Linked DNA regions of Canis lupus: region 1 is linked to region 2. Evidence: chromatin contacts called from public Hi-C data. All regions are on one chromosome and are shown on one strand. Each heading gives the region's core, a stretch centred on a gene start, on an enhancer-like site or on the middle of the called end of the contact. The rest is flanking DNA. Distances are from core to core; before and after follow the strand shown. Region 1 overlaps GNG7 (guanine nucleotide-binding protein G(I)/G(S)/G(O) subunit gamma-7). Region 2 holds the start of SLC39A3 (zinc transporter ZIP3).

Region 1 (4,793 bases), core at 2,048-4,547, 44 kb after region 2:
TACACAAATCCCCCAAAGGGCTCCCCACCTTCTAACCATTTTTGCCATTGTTCTCCTACTGGGTCTCCTGGTTCATAGACTGAACTCTGTTCACCCACCTGGGAGCTTGACCATCCCAGCAGTTTTTTCAATTTCTAAAAAAATTATCATGGCTATATATTTATATTTATTGAGGACAAATTGAGTTTGGAACACAAATGGAGACTTTAAGAACAAGTTATAAGGCAATCATGAACATCTTGCAGTGTGTTACAGCAATACACCTAGTTTGTACTTTGCAAACCTTTAAAATAAACATGTGATGTAGTTTTGAATTTGCAGAAAAGTTGCAAAGACAGTATGGAGAGTTTCCACATAGCCCACACCCAATGTTCCCTGGTATTAGCATCTTACCTTAGTGTGGTACATTTGTCACAATTGTTGAACCAATATCAACACATCATGATTAACTAAAGTCCATACTTTATTTAGATTTCCTTATTCTTTCATCTCCTGGAAAATGTCCCTTTTCTGCCCGAAGACCCTACTCAGGATCCCACATGACATTCAGTTGTCGTGTCTCCTTAGGTCCCACTGGGCTGAGACTGTTTCTCTGACTTTCCTTGCCTTTCATGCCTGGTCAGTCATGCAGAGGACAGGTCAGGAGCTTTGCAGAACATCCCAGATCTGGGTTTGTCTGGTACTTTCTCGCAATCAGACTAGGGTTGTGGTTTGGGGTAAGAACACACAGAGGGGCACATGCTGTCCACAGCTAGTATTGACCTTGATCCCCTGGCTGAGCCAGAACCCAGTGGTTTTAAACTTTGAATTAGTGCCAACATTTAAAAATCCGGAGATTTTATGATGAAAGACCTCCCAGCCCCTCAGGATACTTGGAAGAGCTGACTACATTGGGCACTTCCCATGTGGTGACAGAGCTAGGCTGGGAACTGTGCCCCCTTCCAGCGAGCCAAGTGTCATTTTTCCAGGATCCCACATTGTCACCGCCTGCCTGCCCTGGAGCCCATCTCACACTTGGGACCCCAGGATGGCCACTGGAGCATGGCATACATCCTCCTACCCCCGCTGTGGTCCTCCACCCTTGCAGGGGGGAATATCCTCATGCACAGCTCATTCCCATACAGAGCCCCCCAGGAAGTAGCTGAAAGTCAGGAAAGTGTGTTGCAATTCAGGGGAGCACTTTGTGGTTAGTGTGAAGGACATGCCAGCCACTCCTGGCCGTGGGAGGCTCAGAGCCACCGGCATCCAGGGCAGACAGAGAGGTGGTCTGAGGCCTCCTTCTTCCCGACTGTCATCACTGTCGACCATGCCTGGGTCTCGGGCTTCTGGCTCCAGAGGTGGGAGACAAGGTGGTTTTAAGCTGCGTGGTCTGTGGTCATTTGTTACGGCCACCCAGGGAAATGCATACAGTTGGCGAGGCTCAGATCAGAAGTACACAAGCTTTGGAAAACAGATGGAGCCCCCAGCTGACCGCATGTTTGGGACTTGATGGGCATGGAATGTCTCAAGGTGTCAGGGTTGCTGCACCGGAGTTGTTTTGTGGCACCACGGAGATCCCCTGGTTTAGCCTCTGAGTGTTGGGTGGAGTCAAACCCAGCGTGTACATCCAGGAGTTACTGTTAGAGAGCAAGCAGATTCCATACTATATTTGCCACTGGCCAAAATCTGGGGACATTTTTCATTATCACAGCTGAAATGGTCCTGGCATCGAGTGGGTGGAGCCTGGGATGCCGCTCAGTCCTCCAGAGTGCCCAGGACACCCCCCTGGAGAGTGACCGGCCCCCAGTACCCAAGGTGGGCGGGGAGGGGAGGAGAAAGTGTGAAGCAAGGTGACCTTCAGATTCTGGAACCTTCAGTGGGTCTCAGCACCAGGACCCAGAGCTGTGCCAAGGCAGCTGGAACTCTGGGAGCGTGAGTGGGGCAGCAGTGCTTATCCTCACGCAGCATGGTCTGGTCTACCCTTTGGAGGCTGCAGGCATGACCTGCACAGTCAGGCGAACACCAGAGCTCGGAGCAGAAGCCTCTGCTGTGTCCCACGTGAGCGCAGGGTCGAGGGGACAGCACAGCCGCACCAGGGCCGCACCTCTGAGGCAGATGGGCTGGCGTGCTGCCAGCTGCCACTCACCCGACAGTCCTGGCACGCCTACGATGACATGCACTCCTTGGAAGGCAGACAGGGAGGGGCAGACCCTCTTGTGGCCTAGGAGGGGAGCCAGGGGACAGACCCTCAGGGCTGAACCGAGCAGAACCAGGCCAGATTTGCTTAACTTCCAGGGAGGCTTCCTGTGTGGTGTGTGCCATTCCTCCAACAAAATATCCACCATGCACCTCCGCTGAGAGTCTGAGAAGGAAACCCTGCAGGGCCTTGAAGTGGTGATGTGGGATCTCTCTGTGGGGAGTCAACAGACTTTCTGTAAAGGGCCAGAGGGTAAGTATTTTCAGCTTTGCAGGCCAGAGGTCTTTGTTGCAGTTCCTGGGTTCTGCCTTTGTAGGTACAGATGTGCCATAGATGATGTATATGTGAATGGGCATGGCTGTGTTTGAATAAAACTTTATTTATGAAGTGAGTGGTGGGCCAGATTTGGCCTCGGTCTCAGATAGAACAGCACTGCCTCCTTCCCAATTCAGAGGCCTCTCCCTATTAAAAGTGGGATTTGACACATGATGATCTCTTTCTTCTTCTCAGGCTGGTTTCATCTCTCTGAGCCTCAGTTTCTCCATCTGTAGAGCAGAGATAATTTTACTTCTTATGGGTTGTATGTAGATTGTTAGATATTGTAGGTTGGTAGTTCTCATCTGGGGTGATTCTGCCCGCAGGGGACACTGGGTGATGTCTGGGGACGCCTGTTGGTCATCACACTGGGCATGCTCCTGGCATGGAGGGGGTGGGTGGGGTAGGGATGCTGCTCAGCTCTCCCAGTGCCCGGCACCCCGCACCCCCACCCCCGCCTACAGAGAACGAACCAGCCCTGAATGTCTGTGGGCCCGACCGGGAGAGACCCTGGTATAGATGACAGTGTCTAATCAGGTAACTTGCAAAGACCAGCATGCCACATTCTATTAGTTGTCTTTCTTTCTTTGGCCCACAGCTTCCCTTTTACTTTCCAGAATTCTCCATCCATAAAACCTTTGCCTTCTTCCGGGCCCCTGTACTGGCTCACCCTCGCAGGCCTCTGAGTGAATGTGCCGCGTGGCCTGGCTCTGCCTGAGATGTCTCAGAAGCTTGCTCAGCAGGACCCTGCGGTGGGGTGGATCTGCTGTGACTGCCCCGGTGGGGGTGGGGGAGACTGCTCAGCCACCTGTCTTCCCCCGCCCCCTGTTCCTGTCAGAAGAGCAAATTTCCCCTGTTGATTAGCATATCCTGTTTTTAGCGGCTTTCTCTTCTAGGTTTTATATAACCGTGTCATTATTAGGCGCTGTCACAGGGACTTAATGGTCCCTCACACTTTGAAGCGTTCCCTGGCATCAGCAGCTAATTGCCCGTCGTCACTCTTCTTTTCTCTCTTTCAGGAAACTTTCATTTTAGAATAGTTTGAGATCCCTAGAGAAATTGGGAAGGCAGTACAGAGTTCCCATGTAGCCCACACCCAGGTACCCTGCAGTTGACATCTTACCTCAGGGTGGTACCTTTGTCACAGATAATACACCCATATCCGTATGTCACTATTTTTTTTTATTTTTTAAAGATTTTATTTATTTATTCATGAGAGACACAGAGAGAGAAAGAGGGAGGCAGAGACATAGGCAGAGGGAGAAGCAGGCTCCATGCAGGGGGCCCAACGTGGGACTCGATCCCGGGACTCCAGGATCATGCCCTGGGGTAAAGGCAGACGCTCAACCACTGAGCCACCCAGGCGTCCCTCTGTATGTTATTTTTTTTTAAATTTTATTTATTTATGATAGCACACAGAGAGAGAGAGAGAGAGAGAGAGGCAGAGACACAGGCAGAGGGAGAAGCAGGCTCCATGCACCGGGAGCCTGATGTGGGACTCGATCCCGGGTCTCCAGGATCACGCCCTGGGCCAAAGACAGGCGCCAAACCGCTGCGCCACCCAGGGATCCCCTCCCTCTGTATGTTATTAACCCAACTCCATACTTCAGATTTCTCTGCTTTCCCCCTAATACTCTTTTTCTGCCCCAGAACTTCATCCAGGACCCCACACCACATTCACTGGTCATGTCTCAGGCCCCATGGGGACTGTGGCAGTCTCTCAGACCTTTGTGTACATACATTGTGCCCTGCTCTGGGGGTGGGTCATGAAGGGTGTTGCTGGTGGCAATTGCGCTCACCAGGTCTAGACATTTTGGGTGCCCTTTGCAGCCAAGGCTCACTAGCCAGTTGATAAAGGTGAGGTATTTACTACCAAGTCGGGTGATGGATTTTTTTTCAAGGTGACAGGAAAGCAACAGCCCTCTTATTAATTTAAAAGTGGCACCTCTTCAGTTGTGAGTGTTCTGTGTCACAGAATGGTCTGAGATAATTTTGCTGAGTGACAGGCTGGGGCAGTGTGGAGTTTTTCCATGTGACCCAGGCAGGGTCTAGTTTTGGGATGAGATTGGAACACTCTCCCTGCAGTGGTGCCTGGATATGAGCATTTGTGGCTAAAATAGTGCCATGTTTTAATAGACTGTCTTCTGTTCCAGGGGTCACAAGCTACAGCCTGTGGGCCGAAAGCAGGCCTCCTGCCTTTGTAAATAAAGTTTTTTTTTTTTTTTTGTAAATAAAGTTTTATTGGCAGATGGCCGCACCTGTTTGTCTACTACCATCAGGTCTGTAGTAGTAGTGACGACAG
Region 2 (5,282 bases), core at 1,653-4,152:
AGCCTCAGATGCTTTCAAAAATACATCCCTCTCTGAGCAACCTCATTCTCTAAATAACTATGGACAAATATTGGGCATCATGAATTCTTTTATAGGAAGGTGTCACCCTGTGGGCAGCTACCTGGTGTGCACTCACTACAAACAATCTTCTTTGTTGCTGTGAATTATGAAACTAGGGAAAGACTCAGCATAATAATAAATTGTGTAATAATAACAAGGAGCCACCACATATTGTGTGCCTGTAATGAGGAAGGCAGAAATTGGCATTAAATGTTGAGAACTTGGGCAGCCCGGTGGCTCAGCGGTTTAGTGCCGCCTGAAGCACAGGGCGTGATCCTGGAGACCCGGGATCGAGACCCGCGTCGGGCTCCCTGCATGGAGCCTGCTTCTCCCTCTGCCTGTGTCTCTGCCTCTCGCTCTGTATCTCTCATAAGTAAATAAAATAAAATCTTTAAAAGAAATAAATGTTGAGAACTTACAGATATCTCCTACTTAGCCTCTGCAAAGTCCAACTCAGCCCTCCAGCACCTCCTGGATCTGTACCTCCTCCAGCCTTCCCTATTTTAGTGAACAACACCAACATCCATCTAATCGCTCAAACCATACAACTAGGAGACGTCACCCTGACACCTCCTACTCCTGCAACCCACCCAGACAAACCAGTGCTGGGTCCCACCAATCCACCCTCCATCCTGGCTCCTGCATCTCCTCTTTCTCTTCGTGGCATTGCCTACAGTCTGGGCGCTCAGCCTCAGGGTCTCCCAAAGTCTACAATCAAGGTGCCCACTAAGAGGCAGTCACCCGACATCATGCCTAGGACATCATGCCTAAGACCCCTCATGCTGTCTTGGTTGGCAGGATTCAGTTCCTTACTGGCTCTTTCACTGAGGGTCTTACCATCTTGCTGACTACTGGCTGGGGGTCCCTAGTTCCTTGCTGCGTGGACCTCAACATCACAGCTTCCTTCATCAAGGCAGCCAAGAGTTGTGCTAGGAAGACAGAAGTCCGCATTTTTGTAACCTAATCCTGGAACTGACACCCCAACGCCTTGCCATATTCTATTTGTGAAAATCAAGTCACCCGGGGCAGCCCACACTCAAGAAGAGGGAATTACCCATAGGCATGAATACTAGGATGTGGGATCGTGTAGGACCATCTTAGAAATCTGCCTACTGCAGCCTGCTACTATTTCATTAACACTTGGTTCCCACACTAGATGAACTGTGAGGACATGGGGTTCGCTTTTTGTTCCATTAATTGTTTTAAATTTTTAAATTGTGGTGAGATATACATAAAATTAAAATCGCCATTTAACCATTTCTAGGTGTACAGCTCAGGGCACGAAGTACCCTCACCCCGCCGCACACCCACCCTCACCACCGCCTCCAGAACCTTCATCTCCCCACACAGAGACCCCGTCCCCAGGAAGCACTGACCCTCCGCCCCCTGCCCCACCCCTGGCTCCCACCACCTCCTCTCTGTCTCTGTGGACGGGCCTCCTCTGGGGACCTCCTGGGAGTGGGGTCCTGCAGGAGGTGTCCTTCTGGGTCTGGGTCCCTCGGGGTCTGTCCACATTCTAGCATTCCCCCCTTTATTCTTAGCAGCTCTCTCCATGCCTGGCCCCTAGTAGGCTGACCACAAGATTTTATTTTTTGTTAATTATTTTATTTATTTAATCAAGATAGGCAGAGACACAGACAGAGAAAGAAGCAGGCTCCCTGTGAGGAGTCCGATGTGGGTCTTGATCCCGGGACTCTGGGATCACGTCCTGAGCCAAAGGCAGACCAGACACTCAACCACTGAGCCATCCAGGCGTCCCTAACCATAAGATTTTAACTAACAAACAAATAAAGTCTTCATTACACTGGTTGCTTTTATAGGGCATGACTTTTTTTTTTTTTAATGTTACCTTGTCTCCATCTTAAAAAAAAAAAATCAATGATTTTCGGTGTTCATCTTACTTGACCTATTGGGAGCATTGATCCAATAACCAAATGACTGCATTAAAATACATCAGATCTGTCACATCTCTGATCAAAACTCTTCAATTGCTCCCTGTTTCCCTCCAAAACCTTTTGTGACCTACCTCCTCTTACCTCCAAATTCACTTCCCCACATCACTGTGCTTTGGGCACACACACGATCTCGCACACGCCTGCCTCAGGTCTCCCTACTCTCAGCCCCTTATGCGTGTCACAATTTGCCTCCACGTTGGCAAGACGTGGGTTGCCACTGGGCCAACATCTCCACGTTCATCTTTGCTCAAACATCTCTCTAGGAGGCCTATTTGAGCATCCTACTTAAAATAGCAACCTGTGCCCAGCACTTTGGTAGCCTCTCCAGGGCTGTTATCCCAGAGCACTTGATACCTTCTGACATAATCCCATCACTTATGTCGTGTATCGATCATTTTCTGTGTCTTATGTCTTGTCCTACAAGGTAAGCTCCAAAGGAGGGGTGGGTGGAAGGAGCAATCTTTGGCTCACAGGTGTTCTGGAAAAGGCCCCAGCACATAATGGGCAGGAATGTTGAGCAGCTGAATCTGCGTCTTAAGCTGACGGCGGGGCCTCAGCATCGTGGATGCTCGGGGAGGGACAGTCTCTCCCGTCGCGGTTGGCCAAGCCTCCATTCGAGAGGCATTCAGCACCAGGCGCCCCTGGACAGCTCTGGAAGCCAAGTCCCGGCGGAACCATTCTCCTAAGGCCCGGGTTTCCCGCCGGAGCCTCCTGCTGGCTGTACCTACCGCTCAGCAAGAGGAAACTACTTTCCCGTGCCGGTAGGCGAGGTGGGCGGGGTCGCAAGGTGAGTGGCAGCCACCGCAGCCAATGGCACGGCGCCTTCAGCCCGTGGCGCCCGGGATGGCCAATGGGCAGGGGCGTGGGCGGGGCGTGGGCAGCCGCGCGCGGAGCCGGGGCTGGAGCGGTGCGCGGCTGTGGGGTCGAGACCGCGCGGCGGTTGAGCGGCGGGAGGCGCCGGCGGGCGGGCGAGGGCCCCGCGGAGGTGCGTGCGGGCCGGGGCCGGGGCCGGGGGCCGGGGCCGGGCGGGGCGGGTCGGGGCCTGGCCGGCTGGGCCGCCCGTTAGCCGAGGCCGGGCTGCGGCGCCCGCTGCTGGTTCCCCGTTTCCCCGCGAGCTCCGCGCTGATTTGCTGCCGACCCCGCAAGCGGAGCGCGAGGGCTCCCTCTCGGCCTCGCCCCCCGCGGGGCGCCGGGTGCAGCGTGGTGCACACAGCAGGTGCCCAATAGGTGCTGGGGGACGAACGAATGAACGAGCCGGTGACTCCTGGTCGCAGCTCCGGTGCTGAGAGCGCACAGCCTCCCCCCCGCCGCGACCCCCAGTGCACGGACGGGGGCATCGGGACCCCCCGGCAGGTGTCTGCTGGGCGCCTCCCGCTACCTGGTTCTGTGTACCTGGCTGTGTCCTGGATGCTGGGGTCCGGGTCCGGGTCCGGGGGTGGGGGGGGGTCCCACTCGAGCCCCCAGGAAGCGAGTGCATTCAGGGGCTCTAAGTGATGTCGTTTCCTGCAGCACAAATGATGCCGGCACGTAATGCCCGGGAAGGGGGCAGCCAGCCAGTGGCATCGGGGCTGACACCTGGAGACCTCAGTGAGGGCGGACGTGGGTAGTGAGGAATGGGAGGGAAGGGGGACCGTCAGGACAGAGGAGCAGCCGGGGGCCCTCCTACTGGGGGTGAGGTTTTCCAGTCCCGGGCGACATCTGCTCCTCTTGGGCTCACTGAGGTCCACATGCTCCGGCTCACCTGTTCATTTCCCAGTGGTTACGGAGCATCTCTTCTGCACCAGGCCTCGTGGTGGGTACAAGGCATACAGTTAGGGCAGAGGTCAGCCAGGGATGGGAGGCCCTTCCAGGGGATCCTGGGGGCAGCGACCTAAAAGACAACACCTCCTCGAGAGGGTGGTCGGTGGGGGGGGAAGATGTATTCCAGGCCAAGAGAACAACCTGTGCAAAGGCCCTGAGGTGGGAACGGGCTGGGCCTACTTAAGGACCACGAAGGCCCGTGTGGGGTGAGGGGAAGCGGAGGCTGATGGTGCAGAGCCTTCGCTACCGGGTGTGCTGCTTGGTTTTACGGAAGGGCAGTGGGAAGCCAGCGGAGCAGCACCGCCCGGTAGAACATTCGGCAACAATGGAAATGTTCTCTGTCCGTGGCGTCCCGAACGGTCGCTACTGTGGTTGTGTGGGTGCTGAGCACTTGAAATATGGTTGGTGTGACCAAGGAGCTGAAGTTTGCCTTTTGTTTGATCTTAATTAGTTCAAACAGACAGGCATGGCCACTGACTGTCATATTGGACAGCACAGGCGTGGAGAACTCTCTGCAGGGGGCAGTGATATGTGCCAGGCCCCGCATGGAGTGAAGCACTGGGGGTGGTACGCTTGGTCGCCAGGGCTGGTCAGATAACCCAATAAGCTGACGTGGTCACCCCTCGTGTTCACAGTGGCTGCACGCAGGCATGAGCCCCCGGCTGCGTGGTTGGGCCCGGTAGCACACCGTGGGACAGGAGTGTGCGCCCACACATGGTTTGGCCCTGCAGCGACCAGAGCAGTCCGGGCCGCCACCATGATGAAGCTGTTGGTGGCCAAAATCCTTTGCATGGTGGGCGTGTTCTTCTTCATGCTGCTTGGCTCCTTGCTCCCCGTGAAGATCATCGAGACGGATTTTGAGAAGGCCCATCGCTCAAAAAAGATCCTCTCACTCTGCAACACCTTTGGAGGCGGGGTCTTTCTGGCCACATGCTTCAATGCTCTCCTGCCAGCCGTGAGGGACAAGGTAAGGGCTCCCCACTGGTAGCCTTGACCCTGCACGGGGGACAGGAAAGGAATTTGCTGTGTGACCCTGGGTTAGTCGCTTCTCTTCTCTGGGCCTTAACCTGGTAAACAGGGGATTTGAACCAGATGTGGGGTTCCCAGCTGGTGAACCCACCTGTTTTACCTGAGTAGGCCACCCACGTGGGGAGCATGCACTTTGTCCCTGAGGCCGGCGGTTTGGGCCTCCCCTCGACACCTGTATCAGTTAGCTACTGCTGCATAACAAGTGGTAACAGTGTCAGCGTCTTAGCACAGTGCCTGTTTATTATCTCACGGTTTCTGCGGGTCGGGAGTGTGGACACCACTTAGCTGGGTCCTCTGCTCCAGGCTGTCGTCAGGCAACATTCCCTGGGCCGTGGTCTCATGTCAGGGCTTGACAGGTCATCGGAGTGGTAAGTCCATGTGGTGGGGAGGCAAGTTCAGTTCCCTCCCTGTTGTTAGACCGCCAGCCTCGTTTCTCCC

Evidence for each region. A called contact is a pair of places that touch in the nucleus more often than the background predicts.
Region 1: a Hi-C map of blood shows a contact between it and region 2, with 5 times the contacts expected there. The contact joins the enhancer-like site here to the promoter of SLC39A3 in region 2. A contact is called at or near these places in 5 of 9 Hi-C or Micro-C datasets (amygdala and blood).

Annotation. Positions count from the first base shown.
Region 1 is chr20:56,970,869-56,975,661 of UU_Cfam_GSD_1.0, forward strand. All of the region lies in intron 1 of GNG7 (guanine nucleotide-binding protein G(I)/G(S)/G(O) subunit gamma-7), which reads left to right. Among named protein-coding and RNA genes, the nearest start is that of GNG7, 22 kb to the left of the region's middle. Within about 2 kb of position 3,298, at least 2 of the 20 cell types and tissues checked have an H3K27ac peak or open chromatin away from gene starts, as enhancers often do. A contact at or near this core is called in blood, where this site is marked.
Region 2 is chr20:56,927,162-56,932,443 of UU_Cfam_GSD_1.0, forward strand. It overlaps SLC39A3 (zinc transporter ZIP3), which reads left to right and starts at 2,903. Exons shown (of 3, transcript XM_038567884.1): 1 at 2,903-3,000; 2 at 4,451-4,782. The coding sequence starts at 4,573.